3 separate regions of the Mus musculus genome follow, and all the other regions are linked to region 2. The links are chromatin contacts, called in public HiChIP or PLAC-seq maps. All regions are on one chromosome and are shown on one strand. Each heading gives the region's core, a stretch centred on a gene start, on an enhancer-like site or on the middle of the called end of the contact. The rest is flanking DNA. Distances are from core to core; before and after follow the strand shown. Region 1 overlaps Gm31431 (a long non-coding RNA gene). Region 2 has its middle 10 kb from the start of Mir125b-2. Region 3 has its middle 11 kb from the start of Gm31431.

Region 1 (4,616 bases), core at 1,843-4,342, 420 kb after region 2:
TTGTGTGAGGAGCACCATTCATCTTATAGCAGTGAATAACCATCACACCCCTGTCAGGGTGTTTAGGCAGCTCCGATTTACAAGCTGAAGTACTTTGTAAGCAAAAGTTAAGTGGACCGATATTGAGCTACTTCCCCGAGGATTTAAAATGTCTTGCGCATGAGAAAAATCTCTTAACCACATTTAATTGAAAACACTGAATGGTATGTTTAGAACAATGCCTGTATTGTTTGAACCAGCTGCCTTAAGTTTTTACAGAGTATACTATCTCAGTTATCATTAACTATTTTCAAACCAGAAAACCCCAATTAAAAGATACCTAGGAACTTATATCAATATTTTTTGGCTTTTAGAGAAGCATCACTTATTCATTTGACTTGTTGTTTAGCATCCTGATTCAACAGAGTTAGGAAAATCTGTAATTATGTGTGTATATGGGCTAAATATTCTCAAAATGTGTTTCTGTGGGATGAAGCTATGTTGCATTTATTTATCATCTTTCAGCTAACCTTGCCAACCTTCAGTTTTTTTTATGTTCACAAAAAGGATTCCTAGGCAAATGGATGGACCTGGAGGGCATCATCCTGAGTGAGGTAACCCAAACACAAAGGAACTCGCACAATATATACTCACTGATAAGTGGATATTAGCCCAGAAACTTAGGATACCCAAGATATAAGATACAATTTGCTAAACGCATGAAATTCAAGAAGAACGAAGACCAAAGTGTGGACACTTTGCCCCTTCTTAGAATTGGGAACAAAACACCCATTGAAGGAGTTACAGAGACAAAATTTGGAGCTGTGACGAAAGGATGGACCATCTAGTGATTGCCATATGCAGGGATCCATCCCATAATCAGCTTCCAAACGCTGACACCATTGCATACACTAGCAAGATTTTGCTGAAAGGACCCAGATATAGCTGTCTCTTTTGAGACTATGCCGGGGCCTAGCAAACACAGAAGTGGATGATCACAGTCAGCTATTGGATGGGTCACACGGCCCCCAATGGAGGAGCTAGAGAAATTACCCAAGGAGCTAAAGGGAACTGCAACCCTATAGGTGGAACAACATTATGAACAAACCAATACCCCGGAGCTCTTGACTCTAGCTGCATATGTATCAAAAGATGGCCTAGTCGGCCATCACTGCAAAGAGAGGACCATTGGACACGCAAACTGTATATGCCCCAGTACAGGGGAACCCCAGCGCCAAAAAGGGGGAGTGGGTGGGTAGGGGATTGGGGGGGTGGGTATGGCGGACTTTTGGGATAGCATTGAAAATGTAAAAGAGGAAAATACCTAATTAAAAATTAAATAAATAAATAAATAAATAAATAAGAACGGCCTTCCACCTCTAACAAAGTATAATATTTGAAAATGCATTGGAAATAAACAACCATGCAGAATACAATGAACGTCAGCTTCAGAAGATGAAGGTTCCTAAGACACAAACGCATTGTGTCTCATGATGGATTAGCAAGATGGCTCGCCATCAACAGAGAACGGTTGATATTTTTATAAGATTTGCTTGCTCTCTGCCACAGATGTATTAACAAATTCAATAACTCAATTCAGATTTCTTCCCTTGGATCCTTTATTAAATCACAGACCTTTACTTCAAATGAGAGAACTTTAGTAGCCTCAGACAGAGGTTAATGCTGATCACGTTAGCACTAATCAATTCAAAACACATTGCAGATGTTCCAGGACTCTGCTCCTTCAAAGAAAATGTTCTTGAGTGTGCAAATATTTCCACTGACCAAACAATGCCATTGGGAAGGGCATTAAGTGCTATTTATGAGAAAACAAATGAGGCAAAACTCATCTAGTAGAATTCAGGATTGTAAAACCTTTTAGTGTTTTAAATTGAGATTGTACAAGGATATACCTATGAGGTTTGGGCACCCAGTGGTGATTCTGGGATAAGAACAGGCAGGTAGGCATAAAAGAATACCACGAGAACCCAGGTCTATCTATGGGGACGATCCATTATCAAAATGATACTTTTATTTCCATCACGATTAATTTTGTGAGTATTTAATAATATCTGTTTAGTCAGTTATCCAGAGAAGTGGAATCAGTAGGACGTGCTCATAGACACGTTTCATCAGAACTTACCTCTGCAGTTAGAGGCTTAGGGTCCCACTATCTGCCATCTACAAGCTGGAAAGACAAGTGAAACCGTGAATTCAAATTGCAGTAAAAGAGAAGCACCATGGCTCATCTTGAAAACGCTCCCATGCAGTGTCTGTCCTGTGTAACCAGGAAAGAATGCACTAGATTGATTTTATGAGGTTAGCAGCTATTATAAAACTTCAGCAACTTCACGAGGTTGATACAGAATTACAGGGCAAAACCTTTTTTTTTTCTTTTCTTTTCTTTTCCTCCTGCTGATCTTTAATCTTCCCCTCATCCTTGGTAATGTTTTCTACGTACTCAGACTTACTTCTAATATACATTTCATCTCTTTAACACTCAATTGGATCACAACACAAATTGATCCTTTAATAACTGTTAACTAAATTGTTGTGTTTTAATATTTAATTAGGCTCATGCTCCCAAGTAATTCTTTGCAAACTAATTTTTTTTCATTCCAGGCAAGCTCCTTTGAGCTCGTCAGCTGAGGCAGTAAACGGTGAGAACCAGACCTGCTTTGCCTCAGATTCCAAGAATTACTAAATAAACCATCCTTCAGTCTACCACAGCAAGTCAACTGAAAACAAGAAAAGAAAAGAAAAAAAAAAAACCTTGGTGGCTGGCAATGTAGATCAATGTTGAGAATTGGCCTAATGTGCATGATGTCCTTGGTTCAATCTTTGGCATGGGAAAAATTAAAATCTTAAAATAATGAAAATATTGAGAAAATGAAGCTTTACCCTAACCTATGTAGCCTCATTGCTAAAGTGTCCCCCACACTCTAGGGTGTGCCAGTATCCTTAAATTAGGTTGGAAAATCCTAAGTACAGCTAAGGAGAAAGATGCTCAGACAAAAGAGGAGAAACAAGAAGGTTGGGGTATGGGGGGGGGGCGGCAGAAAGTGTCACGTGTTTGCAAGCTGCCCCCCCCCAGTATTGTCTGCTCTCATTGGATAGGCTTTTTTTTTTTGACCAATAGTGAGCCAGAATGAGAATCAGCAGCATTCTAAACCAGACACGTAGTGCTAAACGGAGGAAAAACGGATGGTGTGAACAAGTTCTCGATGAGAAGTATCAGCTGACATAGTCAGTCAAGGTGAATGAAGTCTATGAACAAACACAGTAATAAAAGTCATTGCTTAGCTAAGCACGGTTTAGATTGTGTTTCTTTCTACAAGATGGCGTATTGGTGTTACAACTAAGAGGGAAAGCTCAGGGCTGAGGGCCCCTCAGTCTCCATTTGAATCAGAACTTGTCTCCCAAACAGAAAGGAGTCGATGGTGTTCTCAGGATCAGAAATGGGGCGACAAGCCTGTGACCACTCCTCAGTCACATAAGTCACTTTTCCATGTTAGCCACCGTGGTTAGGAAGCATGGAAGGAAAGAAAAAACAAAGAAACTGCAAAGTATTTCTCCTTCCAGGGGCACCTGACTAACCAGTCAGCTGGAAACAGCACATCACAATTTTAAAAGGGTTATGTCGTTTGGAGGAAGGCTCCCCTTCATTGCTCTGAACAAGACACATAAGCATGTATGAGCTTCAACGCACAAACTCTCGAAATTTAGTGATCTTACATAAGGATTAAGTTATAATGAGTTTGGAATAATAGGGTCATAGTGTGAAATAAAAATGACTTCTAAAATTCATACTAATGTTTTAAAACTTTACTATTTCTATGTAAGATTATAATAAATAGATAGACTATGATAAGTTAATGGAAAACAGAAAAGCATTGGGTTTCTTTTCTATGTTAGCACTGTTCACAGAATATTCCTCCTGGTTTTGGAACAAGGGGGCCTCATGGTTTCATTTTGGACCAGGCTTTACAAATTCCATCAAGGCCCTGCACACCTACCAGCTGATTGGTTTGAACAAGAGATAATTGGTTTGGAATTTGGTTGCATTAAAATCCAAACCGTAGAGGAATTCAATTGCATTCTTCCTGTCTTTTCTCGAAGACATCATAGTTCTAAATGTCTGCCTTGACTCACGAGTCTCAAAGCTTGCTTTGTTCTGCTTGGACTGAAAACTCTAGATTGTTTACCCTTTCTCTACATATGAACTTAGGGCTCTACCCCTCCTGGTAACTGGATGCTATAACCTTCAGTCCCAGGTTTCCAAGCTATAAATTACCCTTTCTTGTGTTAAAAAGAGAAGCAGGTATGTGCAGCATACTGAACCCTCTATAAAAGACCTTGAATAAATCTTTTGTGTCCTTAATTATAGATAATGTGTTAAAACTGGCTCCAACAGATGTTCCCCCCCCCATGAAAATATGATAGCACAACCATTTTGCAGGGAGTGTTAAAATGAACATTGTTTTGATAGAAATTGTAAACTCCCAAAAGCTGAGACCAGGTCACCGTGGTCTCAGTGTGGCTGTTTCTAAATGCTGGCAGTCAAGAAGATGTATGGATTTACTTCTCAGAGGGAAGCTTGCTGCTTTATATTTCCAACCAGACGAGGTTCTTCTAGA
Region 2 (4,521 bases), core at 1,772-4,271:
TGCCCTGATCCTCTGGCTCTTGCAGTCTTTTTGCCTTGTCAGGGGCTGGTCTTGACAACCCTGCATTTTGATTCAAGATTTCTATAATGGTCTTGATCTATTGCAAAGAAAACTTTTGTTGATTGCGGGTGAGGGCTATAATTACCTCTGGTCTTAGGGACAGATAGCAGTTAGGGATTATGTTGGTTCAGTTAGGATCTGTTCAATAAGAGAGAAGCCTAAACCAGGACTAGAAAACCACTCAGCTACTCGGTGTTGCTGAAGTTATAAATCTTGGAGTAGAATCTACGAGGAATATTTATTTTTATGTAAATGATTAAATTTTGGCTGAATTTCTATAGTTCAAAACAGAGCATGTTCCCCATTTTTTGGAGTTGTTATTTTTATTTTATAATCGTTAATGTTGAGAACACCACTTCTCATAAACTGGGACAAAGTAACAACAGATGCATGTTCAGGCCATTGTAGAAACTGTTGGAAATTCTATCTTAATCAAGCACCAAAATCCATTTTTTAAAGGTTTTAGAAAATTCAAGTGAGAAATTCAAACACCAGTCCTCTAAATCAAGCATTTGATCATAGTAAAATAGGAAGATATACTAACATGATGAGTACATACTGAGTAATGACAATAGCAAGTATCAAAAAAGAAATCTTAGTTTTCTGTAATAAAAACGTCATGTGTCTATAAGAACAAAAATCCTTGCCTGTGTAGGAAGGCACACAATTGATACTATACTGTACTGTCAAGTCTAATCCAAGGTGTTTCAAGCAGTTTACATCAATGTTGTCTGGGATGACAGCAAAGAGTGTAAGTTCTGTGTTGAGAAACCAATGGCAGAGTGAGGTTGTCCAAGGTAACCTTTACAATGCACGTGCTGTAATGAACACCTTAGGTTCTCATAGAATTTTGAAACAATTTTTTATCCTTGAGCTTGAAACATGATTTAAGACTCACCGAGCTATAGTCTAGGATGAGAAGCAGTGAGTTCATGTGCCCTCCATCATATCACACAGCAGATGTGTCCAGTGATAGACAGGGATGCATAGCTCCTGCTTGGGGTGGGGTGAAGATTTACAGGGCCCTGAAACACTTAAAGGTTACCTCATCAAATTGAGGACTTCATTATTTATTAAATAATGTCTCTAACTATGCCAACCTCTATCATTATGGTACCTGCACACACAAGCCTGAGAATTAATGATGTTTAATAGCTGAAAGAACCTAGAACTCGCTTGCAAAAATTCACCATAGAACAGGGATTTCTCCTCACTCAGTGATTGTCATTTGTTCCATATCAATTAAGTTTTTGCTTAATTCTTTCAGTTAGAAATGCAGTTCAAAATAGCTATCTCCTGAGGGGCTCTGCCAGAGCCTCACAAATACAGAGGTGGATTCTCGAAGTCAAGCATTGGACTGAGCTCTGGGTCCCCAATAGAGGAGTTAGAGAAAGGACTGAAGGAGTTGAAGGGAATTGCAACCCCATAGGAAGAGCAACAATATCAACCAACCAGAACCCCCAGAGTTTGCAGGGACTAAACCACCAACCAAAGAGTACACATGGAGGGACCCATGGCTCTAGCCGTATATGTAGCAAAGGATGACCTTATTGGGCATCAATGGGAGGAGAAACCCTTGGTCATATGAAGGTTCAATTCCCCATTGTAGGGGATTGCCAGGGTGGGGAGGCAGGAGTGGGAAAACACTCTCATAGAAGCAGGGGGAAGGGGGATAACATTTGAAATGTAAATAAAGAAAATATCCAATAAAATGTAAAGAAAAAAGTTACTAACTTGATCAGAATAAATGAAAATGGACACACTATTCAGTAAGATAGTTAAACAATGAAAGTAACTTGGATACATATTTTATCCAAAGGAGAAAGTGACATATATTTGTGATTTCTTTGTATATTTTTTAGTACAATAGAAACAAGCTTGAGAATTCTGTGAGGAACACACTTTTATTTTTCCAAGTTGCATAAATGCTTGGTTTTTTGTTGTTGTGTTTTGGGATATTGGATCTATAACTGAGGACCCCATGACTGCTAACCAGAAACCATATCACTGAGCTATATGTCTGCAGGCCCACATGATGCGTGCATTCCTGTGAGGAAAATTGGTCATGAAATTGATCTTCTGATCATAATTTTAACATGGATATATTTTCTCTTCTGGGATTTAATTGGCTTTTACATTTATCCAGTCTTTGTGGCAGGCTCTTTCTTCAAAGGACTGACTGGTGTGTGTGTGTGTGTGTGTGTGTGTGTGTGTGTGTGTTTGTTTTGTGTGTGTGTGTTTTAGGAAGCAAGTGCTAGCTGTGTGCAGTTATGCACTTCTAAGATAAAACACCAATGGCTCTTGTTTTTGAGTTTCTCTTTGTGCCAGAGTTGCTTCCTTCCAAGAGCCCATGTGGAACACTTGTAATCCACTATTTGTTTCTTCCTGGACTCTGGCTCCTGCAGGGATTTACCTGCCTAGTTTGATGGAGATAGTCCATCCCTATTTTATTTCATATAGAATTTCTCATTTGTTTTACCTAAACAGAGACTGATAGTTAAACACAATTAGCCTTGAGATATTAGTAGGACAGTTTCTGGTATTGTGTCTGGTTTCTTTGCAGGATTTATTGGCGATGCTTCTGCACTTAACTTGGTATTTTAATATAACTCTTCAAATAGCAGTATGTCACAGGAAGTAAAAAGTTTTGAGAAAAGCTAAGCAAGTCGCTTGAAAGAAATGGATGTTTAACTGCTTAATCCAATTAGAGACTCTTAAGGTCTATATTGACAAAGATGACAATAGCCTTTATAAGCATTAATTTCATGACCCAAACACTCTGTAGAAGCGAATGTAGAATTTGTAGATCCTTCAGCAAATCCTCCCCGTTGGCTGAATTTATTTAAAGAGCTTTTCTGGTCACCTTTGAACCTCAATGATTTCTCCAGATGTACAGACGTGAACAATGTAAAAATCTTGCTGCTTCAGCAGAAATGATTCCAGCTGGCTGGGAACTGGATCTGCAAGTCATTGGTTACAGCTGTGTTTCGATTTATGTGATGGTTGAAAAAATACATTACCCGATTAGATGGCTAGAAAGAGGACTCTTTGTTTAGCCCTTGTGTGGGGACTGAAACTGTTTATGGTGCTGTTTTCTCCGCAGCCTTTGCAAAGTAAAGCTGGACAAATAGACTTATTCAATGCTCCTTAGAAATGCTGCATATTCAGCTTGAATTCTTTACTGGAGAAACTGTATCTTTTTTTTCTAATGCTGTCACCCACCGAATGTTTTAAAGGTCTAGCATTTAAAAGGAGCATTACATTTTCTGTGGTACTGCATACAGCGTTTAGTGATGAAAAGCAGTTTCCTTTGTTTAATATGTACTTTAAATGTGTCTTTGTCAGGCATGGGGGGGAATAGGAATATGCTTTCTCTTTAACTCAAGTTCTACAGTAGCATGGGATCTGAATCTAATTTCTAATTAAGATATTCACTTCTTATGAGCTCATTGCACATCGACAAGAAAGAAAGAAAGAAAGAAAGAAAGAAAGAAAGAAAGAAAGAAAGAGAAAGAGGGAAAGAAAGAAAGAAAGAGGGAAAGAAAGAAAGAAAGAAAGAAAGAAAGAAAGAAAGAAAGAAAGAAAGGAAGAAAGAAAGAAAGGAAGGAAGGAAGAAAGAAAGGAAGAAAGACAGGAAGGAAGAAAAAAGAAGAAAGAAGGAAGGAAAGAAGTGATTTCTAAGAAAGTATAATCAAGTATTTCTATGAGAGTTTTGAATTTGTGAATACTCTTTGTCATCTCAGGAAAGTTTACAGTGTTTATAGGGGTGTGGTTGGCAAATTATGTTATTTTCTCAATTCTTTCTCTGTATTTCTCTTCACACAGGGTCTTGCTAAGTTGTTTAGGTTGGCCCAGAATTCCCTTTGTAGCTCAGGTTGGCCTTTTAAATGTCTGCTCAGTCTACAAAATAGTTGGGCTAATAGGCCTGGGCCACATCACAGTTGGCTTAAAATTTAGGTTTGCCAAAAAGCAAAATGCAGATAATTCATGCAAACATACCTTGCTGAAGCAGCTAATATATTATGAGTAGATGTTTGCTTGTAGATTTTTTTCCAATGTAGTTGAGTCAATCCATTTAATTTAAAAACAACTTGTCAGAACCAACGACTTGTTTATAACTTAATCAGATATATGGAGAAAAAAAAACCACAGTGGCATTTTTAATTTTAACTTCCCAGGTGGCACCAACTTTTAGGATTAATCCAACATTCTTAAAAAAACAATTTTTATTATACTCATTGAATGCCTCTGTGTGTGTGGTAGGGTATCTAGAAAGGTCACAGTATACATGTGGTAGTCAGATGACAACGGTCACATGTGGTAGTCACCTGACAAGTTAGGGAACTAGCTCTTCTCCTTCAGCCCGATGGGTCGCAAGAATAATGCTCAAGTCATTCTGGTTGGTAACAAGCGTTTTTATCCTTTGATCCATCTTTTCAGTTCAACCAATTTGTGTGTTTG
Region 3 (4,531 bases), core at 1,802-4,301, 470 kb after region 2:
TATTGTCAAAACCCTGCCACCTTCCGCATATTCCCAAGCAAATTTCATTACCCTTTGTTTCTGTTCAAATTTGCTTGAAATCGCCCATTGAAAAGCTTCCATGGTGAGCTTGTTTAATTGTTAATTTATTCTAATCTGTCAAAAAAAATGAAATGCCATAAACTGCCCCCACCCCGACAAAGGAGTTTCACAACAAACACACCTGCCAATAATCGTACAGTTCTCTTAAATTGGAATCGTAGACGTGAACAGTAGATATTAAGACCATAATTTTTCTCATTTATCCAACTTGATCTACACAGCACTACTTCTCTTTATACTTGCCTGACTTGATGTTCTTTGTTTCAGGTATATAAAAAACGAGTTACTCACAAAGACAAAAGGTGAATTTTTTTAAAACTAAGGAAATATTAAAATTCTTAATTCAGATATATCTGAAATTCAGCATATCCTGAGTTAATTCGTGCACTACTTGAGTATCTGCAATTCAAATAAGTCATCGGAGAAATTGGCCCCATAACCAGTGACGGGCTGCTTAACTGAACAGCTCTCCAAACTATCCTAACAGATTTCTTTCTTTCTTTGTAGAATTATTTCCATCTGGTGCTTCAATATTAAACCTGGAATATGGAAAGGCTCTCCCCTCTCACCCTATTTGACTTCGAAATCCTGGCAAAGAATTTGCATGGTCAATGAATTGAGCGTTAAAATGTTGAACTTAACTGTGTAGTTGTAAGATGAAACTTTTTAAAGCAGTAAATATCTAAAGAAGTGAGTTTCTTTATGGACTTCTGAAAGCCTCGTTATATACAGAAGATCCTTGAAACCTGTTGTGTTTGAAAAAGAATAAAATTTTTCTCGATTTTTCCCCAGGTTATGGATACTGAAACAAATTTCTGGCGAGTGTCCTAAGCCATACTGAACATTTTAAAGATGTTCAAATTTGAGCATCCAAAACTTTGAGGAGCTGAAATATCTGTACACAGACGTTTATATAATAGAAGTAAATGGCTGTTTGCAGGCATCCAAGTGACACTAATAGTAATTTCTTCCTAAGAAATTAAAGGTCACAGTAAATTTCTAACTTTTAAGCATGGCAACATTTTTTTTTATAGCATCTTGACTGGAAAGCACAGAGTTACTTCTAAGAAACATAATTGCTTCCAGAAATTTCTAAACCACTAAGAGAATGTTTATATGAAGTAAGCAATAGTCACAAGGACTGAATAAGCCCATTCCTACACACATGGCAGCCCAGCCCAGGCACGCATAAGAACTGCAGGAGACCCATGTGCAGTACACATCACTATGGTCAGCTTCTTCCTGCTTGCATTACTCTTGCCACCTGCCACCATTCCTCTACCATGCAACACTGGAGAGCAGAGGCCTTCAATAGCTCAATGAGTCCGGTTCACTCTCCCAAGTCTTCACCCTGGCATCTGTCCTCCCAGCCTTCCTTTCATTCCGAAGTCTCACATCCTTTCTTCACATTGTCTCTTACTCAATTGCTTCCTTTTATCTCTTACGGATGCTGATCTTCCTTGATCTTCTGGAATAGTCTGATGCTATGAAGCAAAACAATACACATTCTGTACTTCATAGCTGATGATAAAAAAAGGATGCTGAGTTGCTACACAAAACTTGGGACTATTCCTCATCTCTGATCCATCCTCATCTAACTTTGAAAGAAACGTTGGAGGAGTGATCTGTTGTCCGGGAGGATCTTGGAGAGTCCCATTGTGTCATATCAGGTTCCTTGTCTCAATGAATTGGAATAGATACCCAAGGATCAATAATAAAAGTATAGATCTGTGGACAGACGGAGTAAAAGGGGCTGCAGTCCACAGACTCAGCCAACTCAAGTTTAGATCTGAGAGTTCTTTTCCAAGCTCTTTGTATGAGTTAGAGCTAGAGCAGCCCCTCCACAGGGTAAGAAAGAGGATAGATCCTTATCCTGATTGATTGACAGGCTGATAAAACTTTGGAGCATCCCTACATGGGTCATTCATCCCATAGTTCTAAGCATCTGCAGAACCTATCATGTTTACACATGAGATGGTAGATCCATGCTTTCCCCTGGCAGGTCACTTGAAGGTCAGACTAGCCTTGAATCAGTTAAGCCAAATTCTGGCTTAAGCCTGCTTTCTTAATATTTCTTTTGACCCTAAAGTACCTAAGCCCCAAATTACCCTCAGGAGACAAAGTGCTGATGTTGCCCCTCCAAGAGGTGGAAAATAAGGAGATGTGCCACCAGAGCTGGACTGTGCTACAGTCTCCTACCTCAGGGTCATACACCCTGAACAGGAACAATAGAGAATGGACAACTACTACATGTTCTTTCTCAATTTATTAATGCTTAAAGAGATGGAAAGATTAACCATCGATTTGATCATTATATAACATATGCATCTATCAAATTGTTGCACTCTACCCTGTAAATCTATACAATAAAAACAATGATTTAAAAAATATTTACTGATAGCAGAAATCACAGTGTCCATGAATCCTGGTCAGAAATGCCCGAGGAAGTCTGTAAACCTCTCAGAACAGTTAGAACTCAACTCAAGCTCCAAACGTCTCCAAACACGAAAGCTCTAATAAAATAAGTGAGAATCTTCCATAAAACTTTAAGATGCCAAAGAACAGATTTTTATCATTCCCCACCACGCAAAATGTCACTGTCCAGAATCAGAGCTAGGATGTAAAGGCTTTCGTCTGAAATTTAAGAAAAAAAAAAAAAAAACACACACACACACACACAATAATGACCATTGCAGTGTACAGAAAAAAAATCACAATGTGTGCTTCTGGCTCAGAGCAGCAAACAAAAAGGTCTATGTTGAGGAGTGATTGATGTAGCTGGTTTGTATCTTTAATACTCCAGGGCAACAGAAAGAAAGCAAGGAGAATTTAATTTCCTCTGATTAAAAGTTGCGTTTTCTTTTCTGTCTCTTTCTTCTTTCTCCCTGCCATCTGTCTTCCACATCGTCCGTCGTCCCCACCCCTACCCCTGGCCCCCTGAGTTTTCTCTATTTGTACCCGGGTGGCTGAGATCCAGAAGAAAGGTGGAGTCTCATCGTTTGGGTGGTCCGAGTAAATCTTTAGTCTTTGGCTAACCTCTCCTTAGACTGGAAAGTGGCCAAGAATTTGCAGTGTTAGGGAGAGTCACTTTGAAAGGCTGCAAAGCGTCCATCTGGGTGCATGTCAATACAGTTTCCCTGGTTTAGTAAAAAAGAAGGGAACAGAAACTTTCCAGCCAGAGCAACAACTATTTCTCCCAAACTTAAAAGTGCACCCTTGTATAAGCTGTGCTTCTTACCAGTTATAATGTCCCTTTATTTCAGTTTACGGCTTGACCCCTCCTGCTAGCTGAGCCAACAAACTCGTCATTCTAAAGAAACTACTCCACCCGACATGTATTCTCTTTGTTCAGATTCTCTACTCTCTCTTGCCCTCACAACATTTCATTAAATGCAGGCTCAGGACAGATCGGATTTGCTTTTTGTATCTCAGTATAAATTTAGGAACATCAAAATCTCTCTCCACGGCACCTCCTCTTTATTATAACATTAAATTAGGTTCGGGTTCATTCTGAAAGACCAGTTGTATTTCTTTTTAATTAAAAGGAGAAATAAAATCTCCTTTTTTCTATAAGTAGGTTCACAAAGAATGCAGGAGTTATTTCTCCCAATAATAACTTAACAAAAGAGATTTAAATCCTCTGAATTAGAGGGAGGATTAGAGAGGGAAAGTCACCTGCGTAGTTCGAATACATTATCACAATTATTGAAGGGGATGTATCTTTTGGTACCTGGCAAAAGTTAATAAAAATACCCACAAAGGTAACAATGATGTAGTGTCACTTCAGTGAAAATAACCCAAATTGCTGCCATTAGAAAAGGTTCTAAATCTACTTAGGCTCATCAATGCAGGCCTAGAAATTTCTAATGAAGAACTTCATCAAAGGAAGGTTTAAACACTTCATGCAAAAATCAAACTTGTAAAATTAAACTCAAACTGATTCAATTTTTAAGGGTCTCAAGTTCCCACTATTCTAATCTCTTAGCTGTTGAAATCATTCTTGAATCAAACTATGTCAGGTGGGCTACAAGCAAGGAAATGGATATTAGACATGGAAGACTGTGTAACCAGTCTCCACTGTTGGGCAGCTCCCTCTGAAAACCCTAATGCTATAAACTGTGATCAGAATGGTACTGAAAAAGATAAGCAGTACCACACTGTAATAATGCAAATATGTGACCTGGGTTAAAATAATTAGATAAACCATACTTTTAAAATTAAAAAAAAAAACTCCAGCAGAAATGATATTCAAAGAAATAAAGGAAACATTTCAAATTCACATTTGAAGATTTGTTTTATTTTGTCTGTTTGTTTTGTATGTGTATACACAACTGTGTGAAGGTGGAGCCCAGAAGAGGACATTGGAGTCCTTGGAATGGAAGACAAAGATGTGAGCCACCCACAGTGGTGCAAGAACAGCAAGTGCTCCTAGCCTTTGGGACATCTCTGC

The links. HiChIP or PLAC-seq counts read pairs in DNA pulled down with a chosen protein or histone mark.
Region 1: an H3K4me3 HiChIP or PLAC-seq map of embryonic basal ganglia shows a contact between it and region 2, with 3 times the contacts expected there. The contact joins two enhancer-like sites. A contact is called at or near these places in 5 of 39 promoter capture datasets (the C10 cell line, the HPC-7 cell line, cranial neural crest and 2 more), 3 of 484 Hi-C or Micro-C datasets (all in uterus) and 7 of 115 datasets of contacts at active chromatin or transcription factors (craniofacial prominence, embryonic basal ganglia, embryonic forebrain and 4 more).
Region 3: an H3K4me3 HiChIP or PLAC-seq map of embryonic basal ganglia shows a contact between it and region 2, with 5 times the contacts expected there. The contact joins two enhancer-like sites. A contact is called at or near these places in 3 of 39 promoter capture datasets (cranial neural crest, hippocampal neurons and maxillary cranial neural crest), 2 of 484 Hi-C or Micro-C datasets (cerebral cortex and forebrain) and 7 of 115 datasets of contacts at active chromatin or transcription factors (embryonic basal ganglia, embryonic forebrain, embryonic hindbrain and 4 more).

What each region holds. Positions count from the first base shown.
Region 1 is chr16:78,053,524-78,058,139 of GRCm38.p6, forward strand. The region is part of intron 2 of Gm31431 (a long non-coding RNA gene); the gene reads right to left. Among named protein-coding and RNA genes, the nearest start is that of Gm31431, 34 kb to the right of the region's middle. Within about 2 kb of position 3,093, at least 9 of the 459 cell types and tissues checked have an H3K27ac peak or open chromatin away from gene starts, as enhancers often do.
Region 2 is chr16:77,633,655-77,638,175 of GRCm38.p6, forward strand. No RefSeq gene overlaps it. Among named protein-coding and RNA genes, the nearest start is that of Mir125b-2, 10 kb to the right of the region's middle. Within about 2 kb of position 3,022, at least 45 of the 459 cell types and tissues checked have an H3K27ac peak or open chromatin away from gene starts, as enhancers often do. A contact at or near this core is called in embryonic basal ganglia and stem cell-derived neural progenitor cells, where this site is marked.
Region 3 is chr16:78,098,795-78,103,325 of GRCm38.p6, forward strand. No RefSeq gene overlaps it. Among named protein-coding and RNA genes, the nearest start is that of Gm31431, 11 kb to the left of the region's middle. Within about 2 kb of position 3,052, at least 42 of the 459 cell types and tissues checked have an H3K27ac peak or open chromatin away from gene starts, as enhancers often do. A contact at or near this core is called in embryonic basal ganglia and stem cell-derived neural progenitor cells, where this site is marked.